Linked DNA regions of Rattus norvegicus: region 1 is linked to region 2. Evidence: chromatin contacts called from public Hi-C data. All regions are on one chromosome and are shown on one strand. Each heading gives the region's core, a stretch centred on a gene start, on an enhancer-like site or on the middle of the called end of the contact. The rest is flanking DNA. Distances are from core to core; before and after follow the strand shown. Region 1 has its middle 27 kb from the start of Ccr7. Region 2 overlaps Tns4 (tensin 4).

What was found. A called contact is a pair of places that touch in the nucleus more often than the background predicts.
Region 1: a Hi-C map of liver shows a contact between it and region 2, with 5 times the contacts expected there. The contact joins two enhancer-like sites. A contact is called at or near these places in 8 of 12 Hi-C or Micro-C datasets (the A7r5 cell line, the Rat2 cell line, Schwann cells and 4 more).

Annotation. Positions count from the first base shown.
Region 1 is chr10:84,575,501-84,579,478 of GRCr8, forward strand. No RefSeq gene overlaps it. Among named protein-coding and RNA genes, the nearest start is that of Ccr7, 27 kb to the right of the region's middle. Within about 2 kb of position 2,576, at least 7 of the 93 cell types and tissues checked have an H3K27ac peak or open chromatin away from gene starts, as enhancers often do. A contact at or near this core is called in liver, where this site is marked.
Region 2 is chr10:84,514,690-84,518,455 of GRCr8, forward strand. Tns4 (tensin 4) reads right to left here. Exons shown (of 13, transcript NM_001024881.1): 13 at 3,490-3,766. The coding sequence ends at 3,688. Among named protein-coding and RNA genes, the nearest start is that of Tns4, 21 kb to the right of the region's middle. Within about 2 kb of position 1,827, at least 9 of the 93 cell types and tissues checked have an H3K27ac peak or open chromatin away from gene starts, as enhancers often do. A contact at or near this core is called in liver, where this site is marked.

The DNA.
Region 1 (3,978 bases), core at 1,326-3,825, 62 kb after region 2:
ATGTTCTCCAAAAATTCTCCTTGTCTCTCTGAGGCCAAATAGTAGTAATCTTGGCACTGAGACCTTGAGTCTGATGGTCTTTGGATGCCCCCTTGTGGACAGTTGTTTTCATGATCTCAGCTAAAGGATGTGTGTGTGTGTGTGTGTGTGTGTGTGTGTGTGTGTGTGTGTGTGTGTACTTTGTTTCAGGGTAAAACAAGAAGGATGTCCCCTCATCTTCCTTGCTGGCTAAGGATGGATGGCTTTCCAGACTCTCAGCTAACCTGTATATGTAGATGGGAGTTGTGTGTGCTATGGGTCATGTGTGCACTGGTCCATGCACAACCGATGTCGTTGTTTGAACCGGGCCGTTGTCATACACTCTGATCACTTCTGCTCATCCAGATGGGCAGTTCTCAGGTACCTGCTCTGTACTTCTGAAGAAACTCCAGCGATCGAGACAGAATTATGTCTCCCCCTGCACTATTCGATCAGATAGACAGACAAGCACGTCACCACAACCCCAGAGCCTCGTAAACTGCAGGGAAGCTTCCTGGCACAAGAGACTGCAGCTGACCCATGACAATGTGGGTGTCGGGGCTCCTCCCCATCTGTGGGGTTTGTATGAAGAACACGCACAAGGTTCTAAAAGAGAGCAAGGCCGTTTCTGAGTTTCCTCTGGCGTACGCCAGGGGCTTTGGCCCTCATACCTCCCATGTTCTCTCGCCTTTGATGTTTTCTGATCTTTATTCACTCTGCCTGAGGAATTCGTTTTCTTCTACCCTTCAGTCACGCTCCACCCGCTTCCCCGAAGAAATGAAAACCAGATTGCGTGGTTTGAGCAGGAAAACACTGGCATCCTCACACAGGCCACGGGTTTCTGTACTCCCACCCCTGCCTTGCTGGGAATCTCAAGCTGCCCAGAAGTGACATGATTGGGGGTGGGGGTGGGGGTGGGGGAGCTGAATGGTGGTGAGTCTCATGGACCCAGATTCTTTTGCATTTGGCCATTTGAGGGTCTCCGTGGAGAGACCACTGAGCTCCTGAGATCTCAACCCCAGTTCAGCAAAGTGCACACTTGTCTGGACCTCTGTGGTGACCCGGCTGGGCATACAAGAAGAGCTCTGCTCTGAAAAGGACCCAGGAAGCTCTCAGAGAAAAGAGACGGAAAGGCAATTACAATGGAGCTGTTTAATGTGGGTCAGACACCTTGTACCGTAGAGGTGAAGGTGTGACCAGAACATTGAGTTGCCCTTTCTGTACTCTAGACATTAGTCTAGGGGAAGATGTCAGATATGTGCCAAAGGCCTGTAGGTGACTCTGCATTTGGTTATAATCAGAATATATAGTTTACTGAGTGACTTCGGCCAAATAGCCTAACTTTTCTTTTTGTCCTTTTCTTTTTTCCCAGTGTGGTTGAAAAGGCTACCACGGAGACACTGAGCATTGACGGTGTCTTTTGTCTGTCTTTCTGTCTGTCTCTCTTGCAGATTTTGAAATAGGATTTTGCCGTTTCTCAGGCTTTGTCTCAGAAGGGACACCTCTGCTCACATCCCTGGGGCGAGAGCTGGTCATGTGGCTCCATCTAAATGCTGCGGGCTCTTGGGAGACGTGGTCCCTGGCTAGCCACTCCATTCTAGTGTCAAGCCTAGACACTGTGAAGGGAAGGAGTCTTCAGGAGAAAAGCATGGACGCTGATACCTCCTTCCAATACAAACTGTCAACAGCCTTGGGAGGGTCACAGTGTGTGTGTGTGTGTGTGTGTGTGTGTGTGTGTGTGTGTGTAGAGAGAGAGAGAGAGAGAGGGAGGTGGGGTCAGTTCTAAAATAGGGATGGGGGAGATGTTTTTTGTTGGAATCAGGCAGTGCTGCTCAGAGTGGAGCACAGGAGTTGGGGGTCACCTGAGTCAGGGTTTCCCCCAGGGTGAGCCAGAAGCCTGAAGGGAGGACACAGGTCACAGGACTCCCATGACCAGCAAGGAGGCAGGAAAGCACATGCCTGGGGAGTCTGTGGTGGAAAGGGGCAGAGAGGTGAGTTGGGGGCCCACCAGGAAAGCCTGGAATGTCAAGATAAAGGCATGGAAATCAGGAGTCAGGCCTGGTCTCCAGGCAGTGCGGTCCAGGAGAGTCGGTGCTTATGGGAGTAAGGAACAAGAAATGGGGAGGATGGAGACTTAGAAAAGGGGGTGGGGGTGGCAAGCTGAGGAGAAGGAGAAGGGACAGGAGGGGGCCTTGACCTGCCTGGCGCCCAGTTTTCACTCCTGGGTTCCCTAGGCGGGCACCTAGCAACCCCCTTCCAGTAGGGTGGCCTGCTTGGGGCCCAGCTCCCTTCAGTCTGGCATGTAGGGAGAAGCCTTATCTCTCCTTTGTTCTCCTTCCAGGAAGGAAGTGGCTCCAGGGGCCCGTGGGTGGGACATTCCTTGGCCTTGCTTACTGTTCCCAGATTTTTCACCATTCCTGGTGACAGAGCTGGCATCTCTAATCAGCCTTGGAGAGGGGCAGAATCCTTCTCAGGAACACACTGAACCCCGGGGAAGCCAGAGATGTGCTTTCAGCCATCCCAGGCTTCTGGGTACAAAAGTCGCCTCCAGAGGGCAAGGTCTGGGCTGGAGAACATGCTGAGGGCACAGAGACTGGGAAGAGAGGACAGAGAACTGCACAGGCCGTAAAGTGCCAACGAGGCTGTGCCTGTGAGGAAGGAAAACTGACCTTGGAGGCGGTGACATTTGTAATGGCCTGTGACATAGGTTTGTACTGGCTGGGGTAGTAAGAAGAAATTAGGAGAAGGTATTGGAAAGTAGGGGAGACTTAGGACTTCTTAGGGGGACATGAATTGGTGCAGGTTTTAGCTGCTAGGTAGGAAGTCAAGGGGACCCTGGGATGTAGTAGGGTCAAATGAAGGAGGAGTTAGAACGGGAGCCTTGTACATCAGTGAGCAGACAGTCTAACTTCTCACGGCTTCCATATGCTACACCAGGATCTCCTCGTTATTTAGAACACTTCTCCCAGCTGCCTTTGCCCTGATGTGAGATCCTTTAGACTTCTAGATTTCCGGAAGTCGATCTAGGGGTAACCACTGTCTTGCAGCTGCACAGACCACATCTAGAGGCCAGAAAGACTTGGGGACAGGAAGGTTCTGCTCTGCTCTCAAGAATCCATTCAACCCCCTAGAGCTCCAAAGAGTAGACATGGAGGGACCCAGGGCTCCAGTGTGACATGGGCCAACAGTGCCACCTGTTTGTGGTAAAATGAGGTCACTGTCTTGGTCTGCACACAGTTTTGTGTAACAGAGGATGGCCTTATCTGGCATCAGTGAGAGAGGAGACCCTTGGTCCTGTGAAGGCTTGATGTCCCAGTGTAGGGGGGAATGCTAAGGTGGTGAGGTGGGAGTGGGTGGGTGAGTAGGGGAGCACCCTCATAGAAGCAGGGGGAATAGCAGATGGGACAGGGGGTTTGCAGAGGGGAAACCCGGAAGGGGGATAACATTTGAAATGTAAATAAATAAAATAACCGATTAAAAAAAAAGAATCAGTTCAGATTTACCCAGAAGAAGGCTTGTGGTCCTGGGAACCATCAGGCTAGCATGGAAAGAGAAAAAGGGAGGCTGGGGCTTACCCCACCTCGTTGGCTGGGACCTGGGTGCATTAGTAAGCACCTCTGGGCCTTGGTTTCCTCAGCGTGACATGGGCCAACAGTGCCGTCTGTTTGTGGTAAAATGAGGTCACTGTCTTGGTCTTCACACAGTTGTGTTTAATAAATATTAGTTTCCCTCAAATTGGGACTGGCAAGGGTGGGGTAGTAGGGTGGATCAGTGATCCGTGCTGCAGATAGCTCAGCTGGGACAGTGTTAGGGAGGTGACTTGGATCCTTCAAACCTGGCCCTGTACTGTCTGGGAGGAGTGATGTTCCTTCTCAGGTCTCCCTGTCCCTTCCTGCTCCTTTGATATCTGGAGGGCCACTTAAGGCCCCAGTGTCTGTGCTATCCTTCCTCTTTGAGCAT
Region 2 (3,766 bases), core at 577-3,076:
GCTGTCTTCAGATACAACAGAAGAGGGCATCGGATCTCTTTACAGATGGTTGTGAGCCACCATGTGGTTGCTGGGAATTGAACTCATGACCTCTGGAAGAGCAGTCGGGTGCTCTTAACCGCTGAGCCATCTCTCCAGCCCTCCTTAGACATTCTTGACCAGATACAGAGGTCCTGGTGGCCCTGGGTTTCTTTCATCTGCTCCTTGGCAAGCTTTATATGTAGCCACATTGAACATGACACATTTTCTTATGCAGCCACATTGAACATGACAAGTGTTTTCTCATGTAGTCATACACATATTTGTTTACCTGCCGAAGAATGCTGCTGAAGAGGGCTGGCATGGATCAGAGGCAGCTTACTATAACAGGACCCCCAAGCCTCAGTTTCAAAATCTGAAGAATGGGCTCAAGTGTAAGAGTCACTCCACATTGTAGTGAACTCTGAGAAGTCCTTCCAGTAAAAGGTGATACCTCATAGCTGGGCATGGTGGCTCATGCCTTTAATCCTAGCATGCAGAAGGCTGAGGCAGGGAGATTGCCGTGAGTTTCAGACCATCCTGGGCAGTAGACTGGGACTCTGTCTCCAAAACGAAAGCAAAATGAAACAACAGGGAGATGGCCCAGTGGGTAGAGCCCTCATTGCGCAGAATTGAACATAAGAACTTGGATTCCCCAGACCCACATAAAGCCAGATGCAGTACACATCTGTAATCCCAACATGCCAATAGGGAGATGGGAAACAAAGGCAGGAGAATCTCTGGAAACTCATGGACACCTAGCCTGGTGTACACACAGTGAAGAACAGACAGACCCTGCCTCAAACAGGGTAGAAAGTGGGATGATTTCCCTCTGAGCTCCACACATACACTGTAACATGCAGGCACCCATATATGTTTGCACTCACAAACATTAACAACAACAAAGAAACACACACACACACACACACACACACACACACACACACACACACACACACACACACACACACAAATCCATGGGGGCTCAGAAGTTAACAGCACTGGCTGCTCTTCAAGATGACATGGGTTCTTTTTTTTTTTTTTTTTTTTTTTTTCCCGGAGCTGGGGACCGAACCCAGGGCCTTGTGCTTCCTAGGCAAGCGCTCTACCACTGAGCTAAATCCCCAACCCCGATGACATGGGTTCAATTCCCAGCACTACACAGTGGCTCACAACTGTCTGTGACTCTGGGGGAGCTCTAGCGCCCTCTTCTGGCCTCTGTGGGCAATGCAAAATGCACATGGTGTGTTCAGGTGTTAATTTCTGCTCTGTTGGGGTCGGTCCCCTTCTCTGCTCAGGACTCAGGAGATAGCTCTGAATGTTCCAGAACCAGCTATGGTGCTGAGCAACTTTATTTTCACGAGGCACACGGGGAGGTGTGGAGGACTCTCCCACTCAGCCTAGAATTGGGCACTACTAATTGGGAAAACTTTGCTAACATCCTGCAGACCCCAGGGGTGGAACGGAGCCTGATCTCATGCTGGGAGGGCTGGTCCTGGCCTGTACCACTGGCCTAGCACCCCCTACTCTGAGTCTGATTTGCTTTTCCTGCCTTGAAATCACAATCCCTCAGGTCCGACCTCGGCCAATGACAATGATGCTGTAGGCTGATGGCGAGCGGGCCGGGATAAACACTTGCTTCACACTGAGCTACAGTGGGCTGCTTCTGTGAGCTCCCCCTTGCATGCCATGAAGGAGGCAGGCGGGCCGGATCGAGAGCAACAAATGGTTTATGCAGGGCTGGCAGGGTGTGGGAGGAAAAGGGCCCAGCGTCTTTAACCAGCTGGGAAAGCTGCCTCTTGGCATTCTTGACTCTCTGCTGCCCCCTAGTGGTTGTAAGGTTGGTGATGCCGTAGGGTGTGGGCTGGAGGACCCAGTAAGACTGGAGCTGGGCAGAGATACACTTCTACTGTAGCAACAGGGTCTCTTCCCCTATCCACCAGATGTGGGTTCCTTGAGCAATGCCAGGCAGCTGTTGCTTACCAAGAAACTGAAAGCAAAGATTGCCTTCATTTGCAATGGGTGGGCGAGGAGGGATTAGACATGCGTGAATGTGAACGTTGCCAAGTCTTTTCTGATCACAGGGGACAAGGGTCTTCTACTGAGCTTGCCCAGCAGGCCACAGCCAAAGCCAGCCTTCAGAATCCTGACTCAACATCACAGAATAATTGATAAAGCTAGACAAAAGTCCAGGGACCTTCCTATCGTGCTCTTGGGGAAAAGATTCTGAGACCTTGGCAAATTACACCTAAAAATCCAAGGAATCCAGAACGTTCCACCAGACAGCTAGGAGTTGAACGGACCGCAATAGCTAGATCTCGAGATGGGAGCACACGGTGAATACTGCGTTAGAGAAGGCCACACCGACAGAACCTTTGTTACAAAGCGGAAGACGCAGGGGGTTTGAAAACTCACTCCTGTTCTGTACCCAAACTCAACAACTTTCGGCCAGGCTGCATTTGATGCCCCTCCCCCAAAGCAAGCTGAAGTGGGCTGCATTGTAGGGCGCATGCGCTGTGGCAGCCTGGTCTGCGCCGGCTGAGGCCCTCAAACTGGTCCCCTCTTCATCACAGACTGAACCTTGTAGGCGCCTGCTCATTTAATACCCTCTTCCCAAAGCAGCTGTTTGTGGAGCGATGCCCCCAGGCCTGAGGTGGAGCGTGGTCTCTTCAGGTAAAGATGACCATCGACTGAGATTTATGAAAACTTTAACACCCTCAGTGTGTGTGTGTGTGTGTGTGTGTGTGTGTGTGTGTGTGTGTGTGTGTGCATGTTTGCATGTGTATGGGTAAGCTGAGTAAGATTCACTGCGTGTTGGTCTGCACACTAATACAGTTGATCTCAAGAATCATTCTCCATTGGCCTTCCACTGTAACTTGAGGCAGGGTCTCTCAATCAAACCCAGACAGGCCTGTCTGTTTCTTTCTCTCAGCTGGGTTTCATGTAGCTTAGACTGCCTTAAACTCGTCATGTAGCTCAGAATGACCCTGGACTTCTGATCTTCCTGCCTTCTTGTGCTGGGATTACAACGGTTTGCCACTGTGCATGGTTTGTGGGGCTGGTGACCACACCAAGCCCTGTTCATGTCAGGCGATTACCAACTGAGCTACGTACATCCTCAGCCCCAAACCTTTAACTCTCTTGAAGAGAAAAAGAATCCTGGGCCAGTGGATCTGAAAGGCCCTCAGCAAACAAGGAACAGGTGTGGGGAAATAGAATCTGTCCCCAAATCCCCAAACTGCATGCATCACCACCAGGTGCCAGCCAGGAAACTCATGGGTTCTGACCCAACACCTGCTGTTTACCACAAGGCAGGGGTCATAGGTCTCTGGCACAACCTGCCCTGTATGTAGGGAGAGCTCAGGCCAATGAAGCCAGAGGGTCCTTGCAGGCAGTTTTTACGTAGGGACTCTTGGATGTGGGTGGGCTTCAGTGGCATTGAGGAACACATTGAAGACGCCCAGCCGAGTGTCCAGGGAGCAGCTGTCTTTATAATTGAAGAGACCGAGGCTCCAGAGCCCGGTGAAGGTTATTGCTGAAGTCACCACAGGTTCAAAGGGTTCAACTTGATCGATTCTCCAGTCCAAGGCCTGTCCGTGTGGCCACAGGTCCATGTCCCGGACAAGTCCTTTGAGATGTCAAGGAAGGCACATGGACAATGCCCTTCTCCTACACCCTTTCTGTGTCCTTAAGCAGAGCAGTCACCAGGCTGATGACCTGGGAAGCCGGCTGGGCTGCATCATACTCG